Regions from separate parts of the Mus musculus genome. Here regions 1 and 3 are each linked to region 2. The links are chromatin contacts, called in public HiChIP or PLAC-seq maps. All regions are on one chromosome and are shown on one strand. Each heading gives the region's core, a stretch centred on a gene start, on an enhancer-like site or on the middle of the called end of the contact. The rest is flanking DNA. Distances are from core to core; before and after follow the strand shown.

Region 1 (3,512 bases), core at 431-2,930, 1.1 Mb after region 2:
CCACCATGTGGATGCTGAGAATCAAACCTGAGCCCTTTACAAACCTGAGAAGACAGTGCTTTTAGCCTCTGAGCCATATTTCTGGCTCTCTTCGCTTTTGTTTCTTTCTTTGTACCCTCACCTACCCTCAAACTCACAATCCTCCTGTCTCAGCCTCCCCAGGGCCAGGTCACAGGCACGCACCACCACATCTGGCTCTCTGTCCACTTTAAAGATCTCCGTATATTCGACATTTTCCTCATAAGATGATGGAGGGAATCTGTGCAGAGTCCTGATCACATAGAATCCTTCATCTTCGTACTTTGCCTTTAGAAGTCAGTCCTTGGACCAGGGAGATGGCTCAGCAGGTAAACGTACTTGCCAAAGGAGCCTGGGGAGGTGTGTTTGAGTTTTGATCCCCATCACCCACCCACAGCGGAAGGAGGAAACAGATGCCTGCAAGTTGTCCTATGATCTCCATATGCTTACTGAGGTGTACAGATATCTCAGTAACACACACACACACACACAGTTTTAAAATAAAAATCGAAAGCATCCTTTCCTAATTTCAGTATATGGAGAAGTGCAGCAACTTACAAAGCAAGAATCAGTTGAAGCCTGCTTTTTCCATTGGCTGACTCCTGGTGCTTTGAACTCACTGGGAGCCTGTGGGTCTCTGACCTGGAGTGTAAGAGGCCCAACTTAGCATCAGTAATAGCTGATGGAGTCTGTTGTTGCCAGGCAACCTGGGAGAGAGTAACTCACCCGCAGTGTCTGAACTAGTAAGCGCTGGGTCATAACCAAGCAAAAACGAGCAGTGGGTGTCACGAGCAGTGGGTGTCACGGAGAAGAAGGCCGAGGGAGGGGGCAGCCGCTGTCTGTGACATTTGGGTTGTGGTTGGGATATTTGGAGCTCTGTTTTGTTTCTCTAGTTAAGAAAAAACATCGGGAATCTGGAGAGGTGACTCGGGTTAGTTAGAGGTTCTGGAGAGGTGACTCGGGTTAGTTAGAGGTTCTGGAGAGGTGACTCGGGTTAGTTAGAGGTTCTGGAGAGGTGACTCGGGTTAGTTAGAGGTTCTTACTGCTCTTGCAGAGGGCCCAGGTTCAGACCTGCGCACCCAGGTGGCATGGCAGGTCACAGCCGCTTGTAACTTCAATGCCAGGGGATCTGATGCCCTCTTCTGACCTCTGCATGCCCCTGCATATACCTGGTGCACATACATACCCTCAAGCACATATATGTTCACATAAGATAAATAAATAAATTTATTTTTTAAAAAAAAAAGAGTACATTCTGCTGATGTTTAAATGGACCAGTCATGTGAAACCGCGCCAATTCCTCCCCCAGCCCCAGACCCTTTTCTATAAAAAACCCATAGCTTTCAAGCCTCATGGTCGAATCCACTGTCTCCTGCATGAGATACTTTTCGACCCGGAGCTCCACCATTAAACTACCTTGTGTATTTACAGAGAGAGAGAGAGAGAGAAAAATGCCTTGAATTTGATTATCATATTTCAATGCTTCTCTGTTAGTGATCACTATTAGGAAAGATGACCTTCAAAAGACAGAGCTAGTCCATCACCTGGACACTCCCTGTCTCCCTCTCCCTCAGGACTCCATGACATCAGGAGACCCCAATTCATCCACTCAGGCTTAGAATGTGTTTCTCTAACCAAACCCTTTCTGGACCCTCCTGTAGGGAAATCAGAAAGAATGAAAGCGTATTTGAAGAGCGCTGATGGCTTTTTTGTCCTGAATAAAAGCACCACAATCGGCAAGCATGCAGATTCAGACCTCGTCTTACAGGTGAGGTACACGGCGTACGCCTGTCCCATGCACCCCGCCCCCCCAGCTCTCCTCCATGTGAGGTAGACTTGAGTCTCCCTAAGCCCAACTGCCACAGGTAGCAAGCAGCCAACTCTGTCCTTGGACAGCCAAGATCCATGCAGGAATCTTCCCGATGGCAGAGGGGAGCTGGCATTTGGTATCGGAAGGTGATGGGCCTTCTGTTAGTTAACAAACTCATGTCCTTACAGGTCCCAAATTGCCCCCCTGTCCAGAAGCAGCGTTCTGGGGGAGCTTAGAAGGGGTGCGCGGGGCAAGTACATTGAAGTGTTCTTCTTTACCATGTGCCCAGGGAAGGGTCTCTTTTTCCAACACCCCTCCAAGGCCTTCCCTTTCCATAGCTTGGCTCTAAGGGGCCCCTGGAGCCCAGGAAGCTCCAAGGTGAAGCCTTGGGCTTAGCCGTAGTCTCTCGTAATTGAACTTCATTTTCTGACGAGCTGTGGTTTGGTGGTCCAAAGCCTCAATTCACTGACAGCTGAGGAAGTGGAAGAAAGAGATGAATAATGAAAACAGAGACTCAGAAGCTCTTTAAATATTCAAGCAGGCTAAAATATTTTAGAGAGACGTGGGATGGGGCCTCCCACAGCAGAGGAGCTAGCTTCCCTGAAACCTTGCGCCACAAGCCTTTAATAAGCTTTTTTTTTTTTTTTTTTTGAAAAGGGAGACGGAGTGTGCCCCTCACACTGTTTCCTGGGTGGTTATGCTAGTGTGATGTATGTATAACAGCATCAAAGCAGTCCAGAGCACGGGCCGTATGTATGTGTGTAGCAGGGGTTGCCTGTGGAGGGTAGGTACCCATGATTTTATCATGGGTGCAGATTCATTTGCAGAAGCCAAGATGCCAAACAGCTCACCACCGGAGATCTAGACACCACTTCCTAGTTACAGTGGCCCCTCCCACAACCACCCCTAAGCCCTGAAACCAGTACTGTCTTCTCCACGTCGATAATTCTGTTGTTTGAGGAAAGTTACTTTAATTAAATCATACGGTGTGTGATTCAGGGTTTGATTTGAGTTGGTTTCCCTTTCCCTCAGGCCTAGAGATGCACTTAGGTTGCTAGCTTGTTTCTTTTTATTGCTGAGTAGCAGACCACGGTACAGACATGGTGCCGTTTGCTTAGCCGGTCATATACTGGAAACGGTGATTATCTCTAGTTTGGGGTCAGCATAGTAAAATAAATAGCTGCTCATTTTAGCTTGCTGTCAATTGCTCTGACAAACACTAAGACCAAAAGCACCTCGAGGAGCAATGGGTTTACTTGGCTCACACTTCTGCAGCCTAGTCCATCACTGAAGGATGTCAGGGCAGGAACTCAAGCAGGGCAGGAACCTGGAGGCAGAACCTGAAGCAGACGTCATAGGGGACACCCATTTACTGCTTGCTGGCTTGCTCAGTTTGCTTTCTTAAACACTTCCAGGACCACCTTGTGCGGGGTCAGCACCATCCACAGTGGCCCGGGCCCTCCACGTCAATCATTAATCAAGAGCATGCCCCGCCCCCAGGCTTGTGCACATGCAGATCTGATGCGGAGGTATTTTCTCAATTGAGGTCCCTCTTCCAAGATGATTCTAGACGGTGCCGAGTTTACCAAGCATCTACTCAGCACGGTGCTGCGTGCTGGACACAGCTTCTGAGTAGGCATGAAAGCCTGGGTATGTGATGGTAGCGTCACATGTCACATGGAAA
Region 2 (3,577 bases), core at 695-3,194:
CTGTTCCTCTATAGGCCATAGGGCAGAAGCCTGGATGCTGGGGGTGGTGGGAGTTATTTGCACATATTAGCTATGCACAATTGCATAATAATAGGTTTCATGATGATGTTTTGATACATATATATAGTGTAATTTAGTCATGTTTGTCTCCCATTGTCCTCTCCTCTCCCTTTCTGACTCTCACTGGTCCCCTTTCTCTTCCCAACTAGCTGTCGTCTTTTCTTCTCCTCCTCCTCCCCTCCCCCCTCGTTCCCCCTCCTTCTTTTTCCCCCTCCCCCCTCCCTTCTGTGACCCATTCATTGGGAGTCATTAGAGTTGCTGATAGGAGTATGGGCGAGGACTATGTACGGGATCACTGTCACCTCGACAGTGGCTACACCACCGTATAGCATGTCTCCATGTCCTCCGGCAGCTATTAATCACCGATAGATCTTCCCGGAGGGGTCGGATACAGGCTTTAACAGGGAAGCATCTGAGTGAAGATCCAGAGGAAGGAAGGGGAGTCTTGAGAGGGAGAGAGTCCTGATAGACTGAACAGCCTGGCAGAGTGCACACACAGGAAGTAGAAATGGCTGCCCGGTCGAATGGTTGTGTCCTGCCTGCTCACCTTTTCCGAGCCTTGCCTAAGTGCCAGGTGTGGGTAAGGCGCTCTGCACTGTGCCGTCTGTCCGTACAGACTGGGGTAGGCTGCATGGCGTGTGCGGCCTATGGACTTTGTTTCCTGAAGTGCAGCTTCTGGAAGGTACCTTGTGCAAGCTACGGGTGGTGCACCCCCCTTGCGCAGAGCCAGTGCGTGTGAAGCACAGAGAAAGCCCTCCCATCCCCCAACACAGCTTCAATCTCAGGGAAGTCAGATGCTTGAAAGGAACTCTTAAAAACATGGCTCTGTTTCTTAGCTGTCCAAACCCAGCTTCTACCAAACCCTCCGGCCGGGTTAGCTGAAGCAGTGAGCCCTGAACCGACTGAGGTAGGCTAGGAGGTCAGAAGAGCTGGATCCTGTACATCCTTAGAAAAAAAGTAGGCTTGTCCTGAGGGTGGTGGGAGGGAGAGGTGCGGTGAAGGGGTGTCGTGGTCTAGTGTGCCCTTTGGGGGAAAGATCACAGATCTGCAGAACAGACTGGAGGGAGGCCCGTGTGGCCAGGAAAAGCCCCATGAGGAAGGAACATGGCAGGAAACCTGGAGAGAGGTGTCCACGGTGGGGGACTGAGGGAGGAAGGTGAACCAGATAGCCTCCAACAGCAGCCGAGGAGGGGACAGGAAGACCCCCGTGGGTCTGGCTTTCAGGATGTCAAGAGAGTACCAGTCACCAAGAAAGAGATGATGTGTGTCACAAGTTGAGGTCAGGATCTGAACTCAAGGGGTTTCCCAAATGTCCAGGTGATGTCCCCTCTGGGAGACTTAGCTGAGAAATGTCAGGCTTGGGGTCAGCCCTAGGTTCAGACCTCAGCCCCCCAAGCTTACCTCCAGGATCTTGAGGTGGTCATCACCTGCAGTGGGGCTCAGGAACTCATATAATCCTTAGGTTAAACAGGGGACCAACTCGGTCCAGAGTTGCTGTGGGCACTCAACCTCCCAAGGCAGGAAGGAGTCTATCTCACAGTTGAGTCTTAACCCCAGACTTCATGACAGTCACCTAGGTGGTGACCTGGTGTCCACCACAGTCAGGGAGCGCAAGACCTGGGCTCTGCCACCCCCAAGAATAAGCCCCTGTCCTTGAGTCATGTCTCCATTTTCTTATCTGTGAAATGAACATAGAATCATTTGCTCTTTTTGACTGCTGGGGTGGAGGATCCAGAGAGAAAGGATGTGGAATTCACAGAGGCCTTGGGAGTGTGGCTGAAATTGTCTTCCCTTCCTGCCAAAGATGCCCAGGGGTAATGACAGAATGGGCCGTTCCTGCAGGTTGCTGGGAAACACTAGGACAGAAACCCTGGGCGGGGGAGAGGGTGCGCCCCCTTGTGGAAATGTCTGTGTTTGCTGCCTCCTGGAGAAGAGGGGCCGCCTAGAGAGGAAGGTGGGGCCTGCAAAGACTTCTGTGTCTAGGGGCTGATTTTGAATGTTGGGTAGATTCACAAGGAAGGGTGGTATCAGATGCCAGAGAGTAGCTGTCAAGGCTTCTCAGAGGGAAGCTGAACGTGCGGTGAGATATTAAGAGAAAAAGAACATTCAGCGATCTTATTCTAGCCTAGGCTGATAGGAATCTGTTGCACAGGTTGACCCCAAACTCATGTGATCCTCCTGCCTCAGCTTCTATGTGCTGGGGTTACAAGCATGAGCCACCAGGCCTGGCTTCATTTGATTTCTAAGTCAAACTTTACTACAGCTTGTATGTGTAACCATGCTGTGTACTGAGCTCAGGACTGTTTCAGTACTGGGCTCAGTAGTTTCAAGCGCCCACTGGGGATGGAGTGTCCTGGAGAAGATCCCTTGTTGCTAAGGGGCGGGTGCTACTGTGTTAGACTCTGGCTGTATAGCTGTTTGCTGCCTTGTGCATAGTGGGGTGTTTCATAACTTCCTGAGCATTGCTTAACATATGCAGTATGTGTATGTATGTGTGTGTAACAGACACACACACACACACACACACACACACACACACACACACCTCCAGTGTGACAACCCAAATACTACCAGACACTGACAAGCACATGCCCTGGTTAAATAATGCTGCTTCCCATGATGATGGCTCCTGGGCTCTTTGTGCCTCCATTTTCCCTTCTGTCAATTCAGGATAATATGAGTCTGAGTCAGTCGCTTGTATGAAGAAGAGAGCTGGTCTATATGAAGCACAGTCAATAGTATGAGTCAGGCTAGCTCCAATCTCACCATTCTCCTGCCTCAGCCTCCTGGGCTGCTGGGGTTACAGGCACATACAGCCATTCTGGCTCTTGTCATGCTAAGCCAATGGTGCAGCAGCAGCTAAGGAGCCATGACCTTGAGCTCTTAGTGCCCCAGGAGGAGAGCAGCTCCTGTGTCCCACAATAGCAGTTTGGGATGCCAGAGACGGAAATGGGGAGCCAGAGTGGGGATGAGGCGTGGGGTGCACTCACAGGAGGCAAAGAGGGCAGCCTTCCCAGAGGAGGTGGGAGCCCAGCTGGGCACAAGCAGTCTGTGTGCCAAAAGAAGTGGGTGGGATCATCTCTCTTCCAACACTTCTTTAAAAGTAAAACACAAAGGGCCCTGGACTGACATTTCCATTAGGAAGTTCTGTCACCCCTCCAGGTACGTGGCACGAACATGCAGGAAGTGCCACCTTGCGTGGGCCTGGGAGATATGGGCGGCAAAGATATCCCCGCCCCTTCAGTGATGCCAGAGGCCCAAACTGGTTGCTGCTGATGACCTGCGCTCTTCTTTCCATACAGCTACAGCCTCCGCCTGGCATCGCGATGCGCCTCATCAACAGCCCCTTATATCACCAGACAATGCAGAAAGGTCAAGGCTGCAGCAGCAACTCAGTTCCAGGGACCCTTCTTCAAAGAGTAGGCACTTTGTCTGCTCCTTAACAGGTAGGAGACAGAGGCGCCCTGGCACCATCTCCTGGCTCTTGGGTCCGAGGGTGGGGTCCAGGTACATCTTG
Region 3 (3,545 bases), core at 930-3,429, 1.1 Mb after region 2:
GCTTCCTGCCGTGCCTGACATCCTGAGTTCAAACCCAGAGACCTACATGGTGGAAGGAGAAAACTGACTCCTGCAGGTTGTCCTTGGGCCTACACACACACAGACACACAGACACACAGACACACAGACACACAGACACACACACACACACACACACACACACACACACACACACGCATGCACGCACGCATCACTTACTCAAGTGCAAGTCAATTAGAAAATCTGGCACAGCCTGGGAGCTGGAGGTAAGGCTCAGTGGAAGAGAGTGATGGTCAGGGATGCACAGGGCCCTGAGTTTCAGCTCCAGCATGAAGAATTATGTGGGGCTGGTGAGATGGCTCAGTGGGTAAGAGCACCCGACTGCTCTTCCGAAGGTCCAGAGTTCAAATCCCAGCTACCACATGGTGGCTCACAACCATCCGTAATGAGATCTGACTCCCTCTTCTGGAGTGTCTGAAGACAGCTACAATGTACTTACATATAATAAATAAATAAATCTTTAAAAAAAAAGAATTATGTAATAATAACAACAACAACAACAATAGCAGCTGCAGGTGTTTGGCTTGCAAACCCCATTCTGAGTTCGAGGCCAGCATGGACTATAGAGTGAGTCCCAGGACAGCCAGGGTTATACAGAGAAAACCTGCCTCAAAAAAAAAAGTTATTTTCGTGTGTGTGTGTGTGTGTGTGTGCGCGCGTGAGCGTGTTTGCACACACGCTCATGTGCATGCATGCATGCACACTCACCTAAGATCAGATGCCTGCAGAGACTACAAGGGGGCACCGGATCCCCTGGGGCTGGAGTTAACAGTGGTTGAGTTGCCCAGTGTGAGCGCTGGGAGATGAACGTGGGACCTCTGTTCAGTGAGTATGCATAATTGCTGAGTCATCTCTCCAGACTCATGAGTGTGACATTTGAGTGACAGGTCCGTGGGAGCCAGCATGGCGTGCTGCAAGGGTACAGTAGTTCCTCATGCTCCCAACCTGCATACTTTGGAAAGGCAGGCTGCTTCCCAGAGGCCCAGGCTGCCCTGTGCTTCCCACTCACCAGCTCCCCTCCATACCATACTCCCAAGTCCTATTCAAAGTACCTTACTATTTTTATTTTATCTATATGAGTATACTATCTCCAGACACACCAGAAGAGAGCATCATTACAGATGGTTGTGAGCCACCCTGTGGTTGCTGGGAATTGAACTCAGGACCTCTGGAAGAGCAGTCAGGACTCCTAACCATTGGGCCATCTCTCCAGCTCCCATCAAATTACCTTATTTCCTTATTCATGCGCCCATCCATTCATTTTTAGAGAGAGTCTCGTGTAGCTTAGGCTGGCCCCAAACTGCTGTGTGGCTAAGGCTGACCTTGAACTCCTGACCTTTCTACTTCCACTTCCTGTTTAGATTACTCAGGCACTGCACGGCAGAGGTCATGTAGTTCTAGGGATTGAGCTCGGGGCTTCCTATGCTAGGTAAACCGGCTGCCCACTGGGGCTGCAGCCTGAGCTCATGGCCTTTCCTTTCTCCTAGCTGCATCTCCGCAACTAGTTGTGTTGGTAGCCTTGGCAACACTGTTTGATGGACAGGCTTACTTAACCCTCTGTCTCCAACTGACAGCTTCCAGGCCTCACATCTGGGTGATCTACAGTAAGTAAAGTAAGGGGTGACTGTAATAGGACTGGGACCAGAGTAGATGCCTGCTTCCAGCCCTGAGTGGTGTCCTTCCTTAGTCACCAACTTAGTGACCTTAATTAACAGTCACTTGTGCGAGCAGAAAGGACATTGTGGGGACAGTGGTTTTAGCTGCCAGAGAGGCCAGCTCCCTCCGAGCAGCTGGGCTGTGTTGGTTTGGCTTTGCTCTCTTGTCCTTATTTGGGTCACTTAGTGGAAGCAAGCAGCTGCAGGTCTCGGGGGATCCCTGGGTCCAGGTCCTCTCTGGCTCACCCCTATCCTGCCTCAACTGTCATGTGTCCACAGGGAATCCCTAGAAGAGTGGCAGTCTCTTCTCTGGGGGTGACATGCTGGTCCCCAGCAGCTCCAGACCCTGCTCTGTCTTCCTGGGAACCAGAGAGTTTCCAGAAGAGAGAATCAGGTGGCTCTTTTTGGGTTCTGACAGGGGAGAGACCACACCTTCAGGGCAAGGGAGTGTGTGTGTGTGAGAGAGAGGAACCAGAGGAACTGATTGGTCAGGCTGGCCACGCCCAGTCTTAGAACCGGAAGTGCACAGGGATACTAGATGCTCACAGGATCGTTTGAGTATTCAGGGAATAGCTCTGGTCAACCTGCTCCCCCAATCTGGTGTGTCAGTACCCCAGCCTTCAGGGGACTCCCACCCCCACCCCGGGCATCATTTATGTGACAAGCTTGGACAGCTTCACACTCTGTAGAGATAAGGGACATATTTGAAGTGTCCCTACAGTGGCCTATTTTATAACTAACAGTTGTTAGTTATAATATCTATTTTCCTGTCTGCCATTTCTCCCTCTTTGAAGTTTCCTAAAGATGCCCACACCCGTGTGGTGCTGGGGTCTGAGTTGTTTCTCTGGGATACTTGTCGCTGATTCCCCAGCACCTGGGTACTTGGCTGGTGTCTGTTGGCCCAAGGGAATGGGAACAGATGACCCAGGGCTGTACAAATGTCCAGAGCAGGCAAGAGCCCTGAGCCTGTGGGTTAATCTCAACCCCTGGTCCTCTGCTGATGTAGCTCAGTGAGGGCAGAGTCCTGGGACACGAGACAGGCTTCAGGCATCCTCGTGAATGGCCATGAGCCTCAAGTTGAGGGATCATGAGACTGGTGGTAAAGAGGCCCTGGTCAGCCTTCGGTTTGGACCCATGGTAGCTGATCTAAGGCCCTGGCATTCAACCTCACTATTGCTTGTTTTCTATCAGGCCTTTATCCCTCTCTGCTTCTGCCATTGGCGGATGAAGTTCGTTTCTCACGGGAGCTGTGGATAGAAGGTTTCGAGCAAGGGGGGGGAGGGGGGGCGGAGACAAACCTGCAGGGCATGGGCGTGGGTCACGTGAGGGGCGGGGCAGCGGGTGGGGAGCGGATTCTGGACTCTTGACTCTGGTTTGCAACCGAGCTCTGTTACTGATTAGCAAGTTTCTTTGGGCAGAGTGAGATAGCTCGTGGGGCCTCAGAGTCCACCGCCCCCCCCCCCCGCCGCCCCGTGGTGGGGGGGTAATGGCCACAGTGTGTTCGTTTAATCGCAAGGATGAAGGTGATCACCTGGGGCTAGTGATAGCATCAGTGCATGTTAGCTATTCCGAAGATTTTGAAGACGCTCCCCGTAGGAACAAAAGCCCCCTCCCCAGTAAAGTGTATGACCCTTTATGTGTAACCTGAAGCTCACTACATGCGTGTGGCATACCAGGAGTCCCAACTACTATAGAAATCAGCCTAATGACATTTAACTGGAAGACAGCCAATCATGGAGTACCTGTGGCCATTTGGGCTGGCTAAATTACACCCTTAACTCTCCCTGGAAGGCTACACCATCTTCCCAGAATCGCATCTCTGTTAACCTTCAGGCTGGTGACATGGTGATT

The links. HiChIP or PLAC-seq counts read pairs in DNA pulled down with a chosen protein or histone mark.
Region 1: an H3K27ac HiChIP or PLAC-seq map of acute myeloid leukemia shows a contact between it and region 2, with 15 times the contacts expected there. The contact joins the promoter of Fhad1 here to the enhancer-like site in region 2. A contact is called at or near these places in 5 of 39 promoter capture datasets (the 3T3-L1 cell line, the C10 cell line, frontonasal cranial neural crest and 2 more), 1 of 115 datasets of contacts at active chromatin or transcription factors (acute myeloid leukemia) and 1 of 9 other capture datasets (embryonic stem cells).
Region 3: an H3K27ac HiChIP or PLAC-seq map of acute myeloid leukemia shows a contact between it and region 2, with 10 times the contacts expected there. The contact joins two enhancer-like sites. A contact is called at or near these places in 1 of 115 datasets of contacts at active chromatin or transcription factors (acute myeloid leukemia) and 1 of 9 other capture datasets (embryonic stem cells).

The regions. Positions count from the first base shown.
Region 1 is chr4:142,009,819-142,013,330 of GRCm38.p6, reverse strand. Fhad1 (forkhead-associated (FHA) phosphopeptide binding domain 1) reads left to right here and starts at 1,680. Exons shown (of 32, transcript NM_177868.4): 1 at 1,680-1,786. The coding sequence starts at 1,694.
Region 2 is chr4:143,111,563-143,115,139 of GRCm38.p6, reverse strand. It overlaps Prdm2 (PR domain containing 2, with ZNF domain), which reads left to right. Exons shown (of 10, transcript NM_001081355.3): 9 at 3,363-3,506. The coding sequence ends at 3,483. Among named protein-coding and RNA genes, the nearest start is that of Mir7021, 23 kb to the left of the region's middle. Within about 2 kb of position 1,944, at least 45 of the 459 cell types and tissues checked have an H3K27ac peak or open chromatin away from gene starts, as enhancers often do. A contact at or near this core is called in acute myeloid leukemia, where this site is marked.
Region 3 is chr4:142,052,100-142,055,644 of GRCm38.p6, reverse strand. The region is part of intron 1 of Tmem51 (transmembrane protein 51); the gene reads left to right. Among named protein-coding and RNA genes, the nearest start is that of Tmem51os1, 30 kb to the left of the region's middle. Within about 2 kb of position 2,179, at least 39 of the 459 cell types and tissues checked have an H3K27ac peak or open chromatin away from gene starts, as enhancers often do. A contact at or near this core is called in acute myeloid leukemia, where this site is marked.